Linked DNA regions of Mus musculus: regions 2 and 3 are each linked to region 1. A link is a contact called in public promoter capture Hi-C data. All regions are on one chromosome and are shown on one strand. The core of a region is the stretch at or near the end of the contact, and the rest is flanking DNA. Distances in the headings are between cores, read along the strand shown.

Region 1 (4,568 bases), core at 1,003-3,502:
GCAATTAAATGGCTAAACAGAAGCATAATTTCTCTAGTTTTACAGTTTAAAAAATTATTTCTATTTTTGATCTAAGATACCTTATCCGATCCAAATCTTTACGTACAAATGACAAATCCTCCTGAGAACACTGATAAGCATTATAAAACCATTTAGACAAAGGCTCTGTATCTCCTATTCAAATGTCAAGACTTAAGAGACTTTCTGCTGAGTGTTTTCTGAATCCTTGATTACAGAAAAAAGGGGACAACATGATTGTGTACTCTGGCACAATTAACTCTTATGAGAGGAAATCCTCTGCAGGTCACTCAAATGAACTATGTATAAAATTGGTGCCTTGTCTCTCTAAAGTAAAAATGAGTAGGTCCCTGAATTAAAACTTCTACATATTAACTTCTCTGGCATTTTAAAATTAATTCCTAAAGAGCTAATTCCCTAACCTAGAAGGAAGCTAAATTCCAGGGATCTAAACACAAATACATCCTCCAATGACAGTTTCAAAGATCTTAAGACACCTAAAGTGATATTTTTACTTCAGATTCAAGTAACCCTTAGTTTCTAACTAAATATAAACATATTACATTTAGGTATTTAAACACACTCATTCTTTTTGAGCTTTATTGACTATGTGCTCTGTGATGTCATCAGGCTCTGGAAATTCCCAGCACATAGTGAGTGAAATTAGCGTGTTTCAGAAAAACTTACGGATCTAAACAAATCCCACCGATGAAACCAACAGTACTCAAGTCCACATTACTATTCAAATCATCAAATGTCATGATTTTTAAAAACTTAGAAAAGCAAGTATTCATTTGTGCAGCTGCAACAGGAAAATGTGAACTTGCATTGGCATACCAGTTTTTCTACTTGTGATTTCTGAACTTTTCCAAAACATAAAATACTTTATATTATACGCCAAACCTGTAGCGCTATCCAGCTTCCCAAGTGTCTGAAAAGATATTTATTTGGAAAATAAAAGTGGAGCACCTGATTGAGGGAAGTGCTGTGCCCTAGAGGAAAGAGCTCAAGGTATGACATATGAAAACACTCCATCTTCACCATCACCCACAAACAAGACTGCCAAGCGCCCAGGAGCATCCTGACTGCCTGAAGAAAGACAAATATTTAGATTCCCAAGATTGCATTTCTAGAGCATGCTTTTCAAAATCCAAGGATTTAAAACTAAGATGAGCTTTAAAAAAATCTTAAAAACAGTAAGGTAATCAGAGGTAAGTCCTAGCACATTCTTTTGTACTTTAAAATGGAAATACTCAAGTAGACCCTCAAAATTACAAAATACAAGGTTAGAGGATAAGAATCTTGCAAATCAGCAAATAAGTCCAAGAGCTGCCACCAAGCCCAGGGTGATGATGTCTCTCTAATGCGGCCTTAATTTCCTTTAGGGAAGATGGATGGGGCATTTCTGGTTAGTTGTGGAAAAAGAGACACAAGAAGCCAGGCTTTATGTTCATTAGAATTGGAAAAGGGCAAATGGATCAAAACATTAGTAGCGAAGAGGGGGTGGGTGGGGGTGGGAGGACAAGGGTAATCCAGTTTCCAATCAGGCCAGTGGGTGCTGCAGAGAAGCCAGAGGAAAACTGGCTTCGGAGCCAAACTGTGCCAAGCATCGGGCATTACAAAAGACCAGTGTGACAACCCACACCCCGGGGCATCACGCACACACCCAGCGGGTACTCCCTCACCCTCACCTCCTGTAGCAATTATGCAATTTGGGAAGAGCTCCGGACAGCCGGGCACTTTGCGCCGCGACATCCATCCTGGACTTTGCGGAGACTTAGTTCCTGGCTGCGGTGGGCTCGGGAGGGGAGGGGAGAGGTCCTCGTGGGCGAAGGACGGCCACACTCTGCGGGACGGGGGAGGGGCGCGCGGGCCCCAGCGGACACGCGCAGGGTCAGGGAGGCCTGCGGGGCCGCGGGCGCGCACCCGAGCCGAGGCCGCGGCGGGGGCGGGGATCTCGCCGGGCTGGCCCTCGCCGCGTGGGGTCCCCGCGCGCCCCACGCCGCGGCTCTGGCCGCGGCCACGCCCGCCCGCCCTCACCTACTCACCTCGCGGCGTCGCCCGCGCTCCAGCCGCGGCTCCGACGCCGAGTCCGGGAGTGAAACCGCCGCCTCCGCGAGCCGCCGCCGCCGCCACCGCCGCCGCCGCCCGCCGTCCGCGCGCGCCCCCTCCCAAGCGCGCGCTCGCCCTGCCTGCCCTGAGAGCCCGCGACAGCGCGAGCCCCACGTCGGCCTCGCGGTGTCGCGCCCGCGAGCCCGCGACGCGATTTAGCCCCGCCCCCGCCGGCGCGTGCCCGCTCGAGGACCTGTGAGGTGCGCGCGCAAAAGTAAAGTGACAGCTGAGTCCTGGGCTGGGCGGGCCGGAGCAAAGGCGGGTTAGGGCGAAGGGAAAGGGAGGAGGGAAATCGAGGCTCAACGGCGGCGGGAAGGGAGGGACGAGAGGACCTTGAGGAGCGCACGAATTAAAGGGACACGCGGGCTAAGGGGTGGGGTTGCGCTTCAATAAGGTGCAGTGCGGCGGACTGGGATGAGGGGTAGGGAGAACACACACACACACACACACACACACACACACACACACACACCTGCACCACCAGCTCGTGCTCGCGCAGGACCCACCTGCACCGCTGTTGGAAAACTTCGCGTGGGCCCGGGTGAAGCCACATTTTACCCCTTAACTGCTGCAGGGAAGGTCCTGCGGTGCCTAGTCCTGTCCAGGGCTGCTAGCTGTCACTCTGGGAGGCTGGGGAGGGCGGGGCGGGACGAAGGGGGCAGCACTATCAGAGCAAGTGGGAGGCTGCCACTGTGCCTGAAAGACACAGGTGGGATAGTAGCCATGCTGTGGGTGGCCTGAGGAATATAAGGTTGCCCTGTCATTGTAGCCCAAAATAGCTACTTAAAACAAAACAAAACAAAACAAAACAAAAACCTGCACATGCTTTGTTAACTCAGCGCCCATGAACTCACTTCACCACCACCACCACCACCACCACCACCACCACCACCACCACCACCACCACCACCCACACACACACACACACAACACCTCCAGCCTATCATAACCGCTGAGATCTAGGACTACTCTTAACTTCTGTGAGGATTCTTGGGAGTGGCTGAGCCCATGCACTAGTCCTGCTCAGCAGAGAGGGCTAAAGACAGACCTCCATTTCAAGTATGGTCCAAATCACTTGAACAGTGCTAGCCAATACATAGGAAACCATGGGAAACCCAACCTACCAGATGCCATAGGCCACCATGGGAATGTGAAGTTCTGAGTCAATCAAGCAGCCTAAACAACTAGTGCAAAAAGACCCCAGAGACTAGAGCAATACAAGACTCATAACCTGTATCTGGAACAGAAAATGCTTCCACGAGATACATTCAAGAACTGGCTTTTAACCAATTACATCACTGAAAACTGCCCAAAGCAGCTAGTAATGTCTAGCCTGGAACTGACTACTGAGAAAAAAAAAATGACAGCACCTTTGTCCTTACGAATGTCAGCTCAAGAATGTATGAGAGGAAGAGTTAGAAATGAGTGAAACCTGGTTTTCTGGTTTGTGTGGCCACTTAAATCTGTCTCATGGTGTGTGTATTTCCGACATAGTACAGTGTATTAGTAGAAATGCATCATATTTAGAATATGATCAAATACAGTATTTCATAGACAGTCTTAACCTCATGAACTCTTTGCCTATTCCCATTCTTCTGATTATGTTTCAAGAATACAGAAGTAGCAGAGCCTTGACTGTGTTTTGAAACCCTTTAAAAATTGTTTTGTTTTGATGCTGGGATTTGACCCAGGGCTTCAACAGGCTAAGCAGGCACAGAAGTTCTGCCACTGAACTCTACATCCTGCCTCTGGTAGCCTATGCTTCTGTGTGTGTGCTGTTGGCTTACAATGAATGTTTCATAAGAAAACACCCTTCTGCCCCAGCCACTGTTGAGTCGTTTTGTTGTTCTGTCACTGGCAGTGGGGCTTGGGGATGTTGTGATGTCAGCTTCCACTCAGGGAATAGAATTGAAGAGCTTCGATGCCATTGTTGAAACTGTGTTTCAGCAGCATTTTGTCCATCTGCAGATGTTTTAGCTGGCATTTTTCAAAGTTCAAAACAGGACTATAAGTCCGATTCACCCTTATCATTCATTCTAGGAATACTAAATACTGTGGGCCAGGCTCTTGTTTATTGAGTCTAGGTAGTAGGGATATAACTATGAATGAAGAGGAGAGCCAGGCCTCACAGGGTTTCCCTGTTCTTATCCTTGTCAGTTTCACACTCTACATTAGATCATTAGTGAATTCTGCTGATCTTGTTGTCCAAAATGTCTGCTGATCATTATTCCAGAAAGCAACAGCCAGTCAAGTCCCAGGTATATGTATGGCAATGAGTCTCTATTACAAAAATGTGGCATCTCTAACACAACCCCTACACCCCAAGACCGGAGTCTTGGAAGTCTAAGGAAATCTAAGGATTTAGGGTACAAGGAAATCTAAGGATTTAGATACAATGAGGCCGAAGAATGCTTTTTAGGAACCAGAAGATATGGAAG
Region 2 (4,568 bases), core at 932-3,431, 590 kb before region 1:
AAAGAAAAATAATAATAAAGGTTTGATAGAAAGAAGACAGTTACTCACAGCTCAAGGTGAAAAGTAGCCTTTAAGATACATAGTAGGGTTAAGGAACCCAAATGCATGCCTGAACAAACCAAAATTAAAGAGCAAAGGGATATAAAAATGAAGCATGTGAGGAATTTTTTTCTTCCTTAAAGGGAACAGATAAAATAAAAGATGGTATAGTGAATATTCCTCTGATCTCCACCAGCATTGCAGTAAGGGCTTTTAAAAAGACACATGTGCTGGGCAGGAAAAGAAGAGCTAGGAAGGCTAGGAAGTTAGAAAGCAGATAATGGCAAAGGGTTGACAAGAAACAAGTTAGGCTCAAGTGCATCAGTCAACACAGTCTCCTGAGGAAGTGTGGTGCCTCTGGAGGCTGCAGTGCTACAAGAGAATGTTTGGTTCAAGGGAGAACTGGCTCCAAGTGCCAAGGGGAAGTCACGAGAACCTCTGTGACAGGTAGAGTTCTAAGAAGGGCTGTTTCAACTTCCTTATAGCCGAAACCACACCACAGACCAGGTTGTGCTTAACTTACACAAGGCTCTGTCTTTACAGTCAGACAGCAGAGTCACCTGCTAACCTTGCTGTGATACAAACTCCCCACAGAGGCCAGAGAATTACAAGTGGCTACTATAAGCACGGAGCCTCAGTCTTAGAGTTGCAAGGAACCAGATTGGGCCAGAGACTGTTTAAGCCTGGAAGGGATTTTAAAGAGGACACATGACAGCCAGTTTTGGACTGCAGGCTTAAGAGACCCTGAGCAGGAGACTGAGCCAAACCGGCCCAAGTTACTAAATGTGCACATTGTTGTGAATTGCTACATTTGCAGTAAGCTGTTAAGTAGCAACAGAAATTTCACTTAACTGGTTGTATCTTCTAGAGATGGGGGAAAAAACAATAGGAAAGACTCAATACCAAGGTCATTAATATGGATGAGGAGAGAGGTGCTGTGGACAATAAGACCCTCAGTTTTCTTCCTCTACTCAGCTCCCAGATGGACGCCCAGCTCTCAATACAGGTATTACATCTGCATTAGACAACCAAGGAGTACAGTGCCTCTATAAAATATAATTCAATGACCAAAACTAGAGGGCAGCCAGCAACAGGAAACCAAAATTGTAGAGAAAAGGAAATTTCAAGACAAAAATATTTTTTTCCTTCTGGAAATTAAAAGTAAAAGCACAGATTTCAAAACCTCCAGGGAAAGTCAGCTGAGATCTAAAACATTAAAATGCAAAAAGAAGGTTCAAGAAACAAACAAACAACAGGAAAAATGTTCCATAAAGGATAAACAGAGGGAGGTGTGGATATCAGAAACTGATAAGAAAATCCTTTAAACTGGATGTGGTGCTGCATTCCTGCAATAGCAGGCAAAGTTCTGCAAGTTGAAAGACAGCCTGAGTTATAAACTGAGAGACAGAGAAGCCGTTCTCAAACAAAACAAAACAAAACACTTCTCACAGGTAACAAACAACATGCCAGGAAGACAGCTCAGAAAATGAAGTGCTTCCCGTGTGCAGCCTGGGATTCAGATGGCCAGCATTCATGAAGCCAGACTGACAGTGTACACAAGTAGTCCCAGCATGGTGGGCTGAGACAGGCGACTTTCCAGGGCATGTTGGCCTATTAACCAACATCACACGATTTGGGCTCAGCCCATCTCAGTCAGTAAGGGTGGAGAGTGACTGCAGGAGCCACCTGACATGGACACCATGCCCTTACACACACCCTACAGATTCATGCAGATTAGCTTGTGGCTTATAAAGAGAAAATTAATTTTAAGGAACAGAATTACTTCAAAAGAGTTTATTTGGCCCCTTGGTTGGGCTGTTCTTTAAAGAGCCAGGGCTCACAAGTCTAAGACATGAGCAGGAGACTGAGGTAAGACATACTTGTTGGATGGCCACTAAACTGCAGTTTCTCTCCTACATACCTCTCCTAGTACAGTTAACTAAATGCACCATCCACAGTTGCCACTTTGAAATTCTGTTAGTGGGTGTTCATGCTGACAATGACCACTCGAGTGAGGACTACCAGGCAAGACACTGCTAAAGTGATAAAATTAGAGCACTCAGACTCTCTTGGCAAGACATCTGTCAGGAGGGGTGGCTGCCAGTCCTGGAGCAGCAGCAGCTGCAGCACTAGTCCCCAGTCCCCAGAAACCTGAACAGGGGACAGAATGTTCATCTCCAGCCAGCCAGATCTGCCGCTCTGAGCACAAGCTGCTTCTGTCTCTGGGCTCCATCACAATGACACCAGCTAAAACCAGCCTTCACTCTAAGGCAAAACGGCATCCACAGACATGGTTCTGCAGGCGAGTTCAGTGGCCTTTCCACACAAGACTGCAAGGCCCGGAGTAGCAAGTATAAAGTACATTCTCATGTGTTTACTGTAGTACAACAAGCTTGCGGTTTACAAATTACCCACTTAGACTTTAGGATCTGGTGAGTTCTGTGCTAGACAAAATAGAAGTTTGACTGCTGGGTAGACAAATTAGGCCAAATCATGCAAGGCCTTTAAAGAGCCAGGAAGATTTTTAGATAAAGCAAAGTCACAGCAGGTTCTTTAAAATACCACTCTGGAAAGAATTTTACCCCCTTTTGCATCCAAGAATCAGAGGGAGCCTTAAGGTAACCTTAACCTACCCACAGCCACTTAGCTAAGGTAAGTAACCTTAACCTACCCACAGCCACTTAGCTAAGGTAAGTAACCTTAACCTACCCACAGCCACTTAGCTACTATTAACTGGTAAAGGCCAAACCCAGCTCTCTCTATCCCAAACCTTCTCTATAAACGACCTCCTATTGCTATAGGTAAAAGCTTCAACTAGGCTAGTGTTTGGAGTGAGGAGCCTGGTAATCATTTAACACCTATGGTATGATTCAAACACTCAAAAAAGTGGTGAGACACTGGAGCCTGCTCATGGAGAAACAGTAAGAGGCTCTAGTAACCAGAAATGCAAATGCAAGGTTATGCTTCACGATGCGTAACTGAACGTGAGGTTATAGTAAACACACAATGACTGGGACCTAACTCAAATCCAAACATATAATGTATCCAAGGTAATTTCACTGAAGCCTTGCCTGGAGCAGAGCACATGATGTGTGCGCTTTGCACTGTGCATGCAGACAGGCACACATGCCAAGTAAAACTGTCTCACACACCTTAGCTGGAACTGAGACGACTGCATGGTATGAGCTAGTTTCTTTTCTTTTCTTTTTTTGATTGATTGATTGATTTTATGTAAGTACACTGATTGATTGATTGATTGATTGATTGATGTTATGTAAGTACACTGTAGCTGCCTTCAGACACTCCAGAAGAGGGCGCCAGATCTCGTTACAGATGGTTGTGAGCCACCATGTGGTTGCTGGGAATTGAACTCAGGACCTTCGGAAGAGCCGTCAGTGCTCTTAACCGCTGAGCCATCTCTCCAGCCATGAGCTAGTTTCTTATACACAAAAAGTTCTGTGCTGTAAGAGAAACAATACTTTTTTGTTTTTGTTTTTCGAGACAGGGTTTCTCTGTATAGCCCTGGCTATCCTGGAACCCAGAAATCCGCCTGCCTCTTCCTCCCTAGTGCTGGGATTAAAGGCGTGTGCCACTACACCCAGCTTGAAACAATCCTTTTTTTTTTAATTAATTTATTTATTGTATACAGTGTTGCTGTCTTCAGACACACCAGAAGAGGGCGTCAGATCCCATTACAGATGGTTGTGAGCCACCATATGGTTGCTGGGATTTGAACTCAGGACCTTCAGAAGAGCAGTTGGCGCTCTTAACCACTGAGCCATCTCGACAGCCCCGAAACAATACTTTTAATTAGGAAAAAAAGCTTTCAGTATTTTCCCACCATTCCTTGGCATATTATCAAATTAGTACATCTCTGAATTATACTGTGGTATCTATAATTTTTGAGTTTTAATATTTATTAATTCTCCAAGAATTTCATAGTGTATCTTCACCCCATTCCAAGATTCACTCAAGATCTTCCCTATGCCAACTTTCTGTGTTGTCTTTTTTGCAATGTTTGATTTTAAAAGCTGTTGAGTTGCTAACCTGAGTTTCATAAAAAAATAAATAAAATTAATAAAATAAGATAAAATGTCAGAAAACGCTTTAAATTTACCATTTATTCTCAATCCACATTTAATTTTATACCTATTTGAACACCTATATATGTACCCCATGGTTCTATTTTTAAAAATAGAGAAAGGGATTGGATAAGTGAGAATGTTTAGAGTCCTGCTTTAGAGGATTGGTCAAAGGGAAGTGGTGTGACTGTGAGCTCAAGGCCGGATGTGGACATTTCATAGAAAGCACTCTTTATACATGCATGCACAGGCCGGCATGCCAGCTCAGCACTGGGAAAGCTTCTTTGTAGAGGAAAGTAGAGAGAAGGAAGGGCAAGTGAGCCCTAGTGGCTGCAGCTTTGAATCAACTATTTAGTTGATAAGAATAAAATCGGGGCCTTTAATGCCACTCAAAAGACAGAGGCAGGCAGACTGCTCTGAGTTCCAGGCCAGTCTGGGCTAGATGAA
Region 3 (4,568 bases), core at 1,106-3,605, 520 kb before region 1:
TGGACCAACTTACAAATTTCATCTTCTGGGAGAAATGAAATCAACAGGGCTAGGAACAATTATGAGACAGAGCATAGTGGGTAGGGGAGGGGGAGGAGGCAAGGAATCAGACTGCTTTGTTCAAAGCAGCAGCTTAACAAGCCTTTTTAAAGCACATCTGGTCCACATCGTTATACACCAGTGGACAAAAGCAATTAGACAACTCTGTTCACATGTCATAATAATGAAAGTCATAAATTCTCCATGGCTGTTTCACTGGGTGTCACAGTTCTTTAGAAAGGGCTGCAATGGAAGTTAAAAAGCGGGAAGTAAAGTTAGCTACGCTTTAGTAACCGAGGGAAGGATGCTCCAGGATCTTTTGGAACCAGAGAGAAAGGGCTGGGACAGGTGTGTGCTGTAATCCTCCCAACAGTTAACTTGCCTACATAGCAGTCCCCCCCCCCCCCACCATTACTCACAGGTTGGGGAATTGGGACTTTAGTGGAGGTTCTGGTGTGGGATGATCCCTGATAAATCATTGAGAGAAGTTCTCATAAAAGGGTCTGTGCATCTCTGGCTTATCATGGTTGGTTGCAGTTTTAGCCTGGGACTCATGTAGGCTGGCCCACAAACTGGGAATGTAGCTGGGGCTAACCTAGAAGTTCTAATCCTGGTTCTACTTCCTAGGTAGAGTTGTGGGATCACAAGTAAGCACTGCTTTATGTAGTGCAGGGGATTGAACCCAGGGCCTTGTACATACTAGACAAGCACATAACAGTTGAACTGTATCAACATCTTCTGGTTTGGACTTTTAAAAATGCATGTGTGTGTTTGTGAGGTACACATGGAGGCCTGAAGTTATTATCACTTTGTGTCTTCTGATGTCACTCAAAGTAGAGGATCAGGAAGATGGCTCAGCAGGTAAAGGTACTTTCTGATCTGAGCTCAGTCCCCAGAACCCACATGGCAGAAGAAGAGAACAGACTCCCCAAAATTGTCTGCTGATTTCTACGTATATTTATCCGTATACACCATAGTGTGTGTGTGTGTATGTGTGTGCATTTGTTGAAAAAACACACACAAAATAAACAAACAAACAAAAATATAAAAATAATGCAGTTACTTGATTAAAACATGAAATGAAAAATGACATCAGAAGACACAAAGCTTTTAGGCAGGGTCTCTCACTGAACCCCAAGCTCATCCAGCCCGCCTCGCCCCATTCTTCCTGAGTGCTGGGATTACAGGTAACAGCCATGCCTGCCTGGCTCTTACGTCTGAGGATTGGAATGTGGTCACCAGGCTTGTACAGCAAGCACTTTATCTACTGAGCCATCTTCCCAGCCCTGGTTGGGACTTAACTATAAGGGACAGAGTGAACCAAGCATTGCTTCATGAGAAAGGGGGATCACATAACTGGGAAACCAAAGGGGACAAATCTATCTGGAGGACTCGGTGATCCCAAGTCAAACAGTGCATCTGCCTTTCCCAAGGTGCTTGTCTCAGTCCTAACAGTACCAGCAACAATCCTGTGGTGCCTTCTCATGGAGTCAGGTATCCACCCTTAAACTGAGGACAGTCTGAGGTCCCTGGTCCCTTCCTGGAAATGATAATGGAAGTAGGGTCTGCTCAATCAAGCAACAGGATTGAGAATGGAGAGCAGTTGACTCCACTAGAGGCAGGGTCAGCCCTGGCAACTGTCCACAGCTGCCTGTCACTTCTGTCCAAGGCCCACAGTGCTCATCCCAGCCAGCTTCTGAAAGGCTTAGGCCCAGGGTATGGGTGCTCACTTGGCAAGAAGTACACAGAAGTGCATGTGTACGTCACTAGCACTAGTGCATGCCTTTGGGGAAAAATAGCAACCTCAGGAGGCTCTGGAGGAATCTGAATCTGACAACGGACAGTGAAAACTGCTGATATCACATGCTTCGGACTGTCTCAGGGGCAGGGGGACAGGGATGAGGTAGAAGAAAGAATTGTATTTATTGACACAGCAGGGGGAGACTGCAAGAAAAGGAAGGACCCCCCCTGCCCCCCCCCCCCCCCACAGACCTTTTTAAATTGGCTTTGGGTAGGAGGGAAGTGTCCTTAGGTGAGTCCCTTTGCCATTATAGAGAGAAAGTTGACACCCTACAGATTCACTAGGACTAGAGTATGTGTGCCCAGATGGTAGATCACAGAGGGTTAACTAAGGTCTTGGACCCCTCTATTCCAGTTCCCTTTGCCCTTCGCATCCCACACCCAAGTTTGTACAAACATGAAGTTATGAAACAGCTTGGCCACAAGCCACAGCTTCAGGGTGCCAGGTGAGAAACCACGGAGCAAGTGTGCAGGGTAGTCTGGGTCAGTGTTAAGGATGCCTGCTGGCTTTACACACATGCCAAGTGGACACAGTGTGTCCTAATGCCACTGCAACAGGGTGTCCAGCTGAGAAGCCAATGGCTGACATCTAGGTTTAAGCTGAGCTCACTCAGCAGTCTGTCTTCTGAGTGGAGCTGATCTTTCAAGAGCCGAGCAGGCCAAAGGAGTCATTTTCTTGCCAAGCAGTAGTCAGGCCACAATTCATCTCCTTGGAGCAGTCCTAGTTCCAACTCACAAATGTTTCCTTGGGTCTAGCTATGGCATCCAGCATCTGCCATTGTTATGGTTGGTTTTCATGTCAATTTGCTACAAATTAGCACCTCCTAAGTAGGGACCCTCATCTGAAGCATTGTCCCGATTGCCTTGATTGATGGGGAAAGCCCACCCCAATTGCAGGCCCAGACAACATGTCTATGTCAGAGGGAAGTTGTCTCACCTTCACTTGGTCTTCCTTCTTGCTGCTGAGTTGACTTGCCAATTCTTTCACTGGCAGGACCAGTATTTCCAAGCTTTCATTGTGGAACAGAGAGCAGTGGCTCTCTAGGAACTTTCTGGTCTCCCAGTGCCAGATTGTGAATGCTGAGGTCCCCTGACTTGTGTACTGAGTGACCACTGGTTATAGTCCTCTAGTAAGAGACAGCTATTCTGGGTCTACTCTGGCTGTTGAAGGTATGTGTGTGTGTGTGTGTGTGTGTGTGTGTGTGTGTGTATGTGTGTGTATGTGTGTGTATGTGTGTGTGTATGTGTGGTGTGTGTGTATGTGTGTGTGCATATGTGTGAGTGTATGTGTGAGTGTCTGTCTGTGTATGTGTGTTAGTGTTTATATCTCTGGGTGTGTATATGTGTGTCTCTGTATGTGTGTCTGTATATGTCTGTATATGTGTTTGTGAGTGTGTTTGTGCCTGTGTGTGAGTGTATGTGTGTGTCTGTATATGTGTGTGTGAGTATTTGTGTCTCTCATATACATGTATGTACCTCTGTGTGTGTTTGTATATGTATGTATATGTGTATGGGAATGTGTGTTTTCATCTTCTTGGTTCTGTTTATTTTAGCTCAGTGGTTCTCAACTTTTCTAATGCTATGGCCTTTTAATACAGTTCTTTATATCATGGTTACCCCCCACCATAAAGTTTTTTTTATGGCTATTTCATAACTGTAATTTTGCTCTGAGCAGTGTCTCAGTTCCTAAGACCATTGGCAATAATGTGTTTTTTGATGGTTGTGACCCACAGCTTGAGAACCACTCTTCTAGAGACTCCTGACTGAATCAGCTCCTTTCTTCTGAAATTGAGGGTTTTGGGGACAGACAAGATAAATGCCTCACCATCCTCTATGGGGCCATTAGCAACCTGTTTTGCATTTTTAAACAGTAAATTCTAGAACCTCACTGATATTCCAATTCCTGTTACTTGTTTTAAAGCAGATTTCCAATTAATGGCTTGATTGGTACTTCCTGACTTTGGCCTGGGACAGTAAGAGCGATGTGATCTTCATAGAGCTGCTGGGGCTAAGCCGTGTGGAAGCACCTCCAAGGGGAGTTAGTCCTCTGTCTGCCTTTGCTGTTCTTTGCTTTTTGAGACAGGTCACACTCTGCACCCCAGGCTGGCCTCTAACTTGCAGTACTAAGATTAGGGGTGTGACCCCCACAGCTGCTCATCAGTTCAGTCTTCCTCGCCAGGAGGCAGGGAACTGACTTGAGTGGGACTGAGCAATGCCTGTGAGTGCCACTGGGTGCCACTAGTGGAGTGTGCTGGGGTCTAATTATTTTGAGTATTTTTGACTGTAATTTTGACTCTAAGCAGACACACACACGGGGGCGGGGAGGGAGAGACAGAGCGGGGGGCAAGGAGTAGAGAAAGAGTTATTATCGAAGGATAAAAGATAGGCGTACATATGAGGGCACTAAGGGACAGAGGCTCTCACTCACACGTTGGGAAGAGAAGTGTGCACAGCCCTGGCAGGTCTGGTCCGGGGCTCACTCTTGCTTGATTGGTGGTTGTGGACTTCCTGATTTTGGTACCAGCTGACCTCCAGTTAGCTAGCACAAAGCTTTTAAAGAGGAGCCACCTGAGAGAAGAACCAGAATTGTATTACTATTATTCTGGTTTTAGGGTGGGAGGTAAGGTCCTAGATGAGCCTGGACCTCAGTATGTAGCTCAGACAGGCCTTAAACTCAACACACTAAGTCCTGGGATTACAGTGCGAGGAACTGAAGCTTTAAACAGGAA

What was found. Promoter capture Hi-C pulls out the DNA fragments that hold promoters and counts their contacts.
Region 2: a contact with region 1 is called in a promoter capture Hi-C map of liver, with 3 times the contacts expected there. The contact joins the enhancer-like site here to the promoter of Ube2e2 in region 1. A contact is called at or near these places in 9 of 39 promoter capture datasets (the 3T3-L1 cell line, cranial neural crest, embryonic stem cells and 5 more), 3 of 115 datasets of contacts at active chromatin or transcription factors (embryonic forebrain and stem cell-derived neural progenitor cells) and 1 of 9 other capture datasets (adipose tissue).
Region 3: a contact with region 1 is called in a promoter capture Hi-C map of liver, with 4 times the contacts expected there. The contact joins the enhancer-like site here to the promoter of Ube2e2 in region 1. A contact is called at or near these places in 17 of 39 promoter capture datasets (the 3T3-L1 cell line, 3T3-L1-derived adipocytes, the HPC-7 cell line and 10 more), 3 of 484 Hi-C or Micro-C datasets (cerebral cortex, cortical neurons and ventral hippocampal neurons), 4 of 115 datasets of contacts at active chromatin or transcription factors (astrocytes, embryonic stem cells and stem cell-derived neural progenitor cells) and 3 of 9 other capture datasets (adipose tissue, embryonic stem cells and liver).

Annotation. Positions count from the first base shown.
Region 1 is chr14:18,891,519-18,896,086 of GRCm38.p6, forward strand. Ube2e2 (ubiquitin-conjugating enzyme E2E 2) reads right to left here and starts at 2,253. Exons shown (of 6, transcript NM_144839.2): 1 at 2,067-2,253.
Region 2 is chr14:18,301,285-18,305,852 of GRCm38.p6, forward strand. All of the region lies in intron 3 of Ube2e1 (ubiquitin-conjugating enzyme E2E 1), which reads right to left. It overlaps Gm41098 (a long non-coding RNA gene), which reads right to left. Exons shown (of 2, transcript XR_874229.3): 1 at 2,707-4,568; 2 at 1-2,668. Among named protein-coding and RNA genes, the nearest start is that of Gm41098, 5.6 kb to the right of the region's middle. Within about 2 kb of position 2,182, at least 60 of the 459 cell types and tissues checked have an H3K27ac peak or open chromatin away from gene starts, as enhancers often do. A contact at or near this core is called in hippocampal neurons and liver, where this site is marked.
Region 3 is chr14:18,374,081-18,378,648 of GRCm38.p6, forward strand. No RefSeq gene overlaps it. Among named protein-coding and RNA genes, the nearest start is that of Ube2e1, 45 kb to the left of the region's middle. Within about 2 kb of position 2,356, at least 13 of the 459 cell types and tissues checked have an H3K27ac peak or open chromatin away from gene starts, as enhancers often do. A contact at or near this core is called in liver, where this site is marked.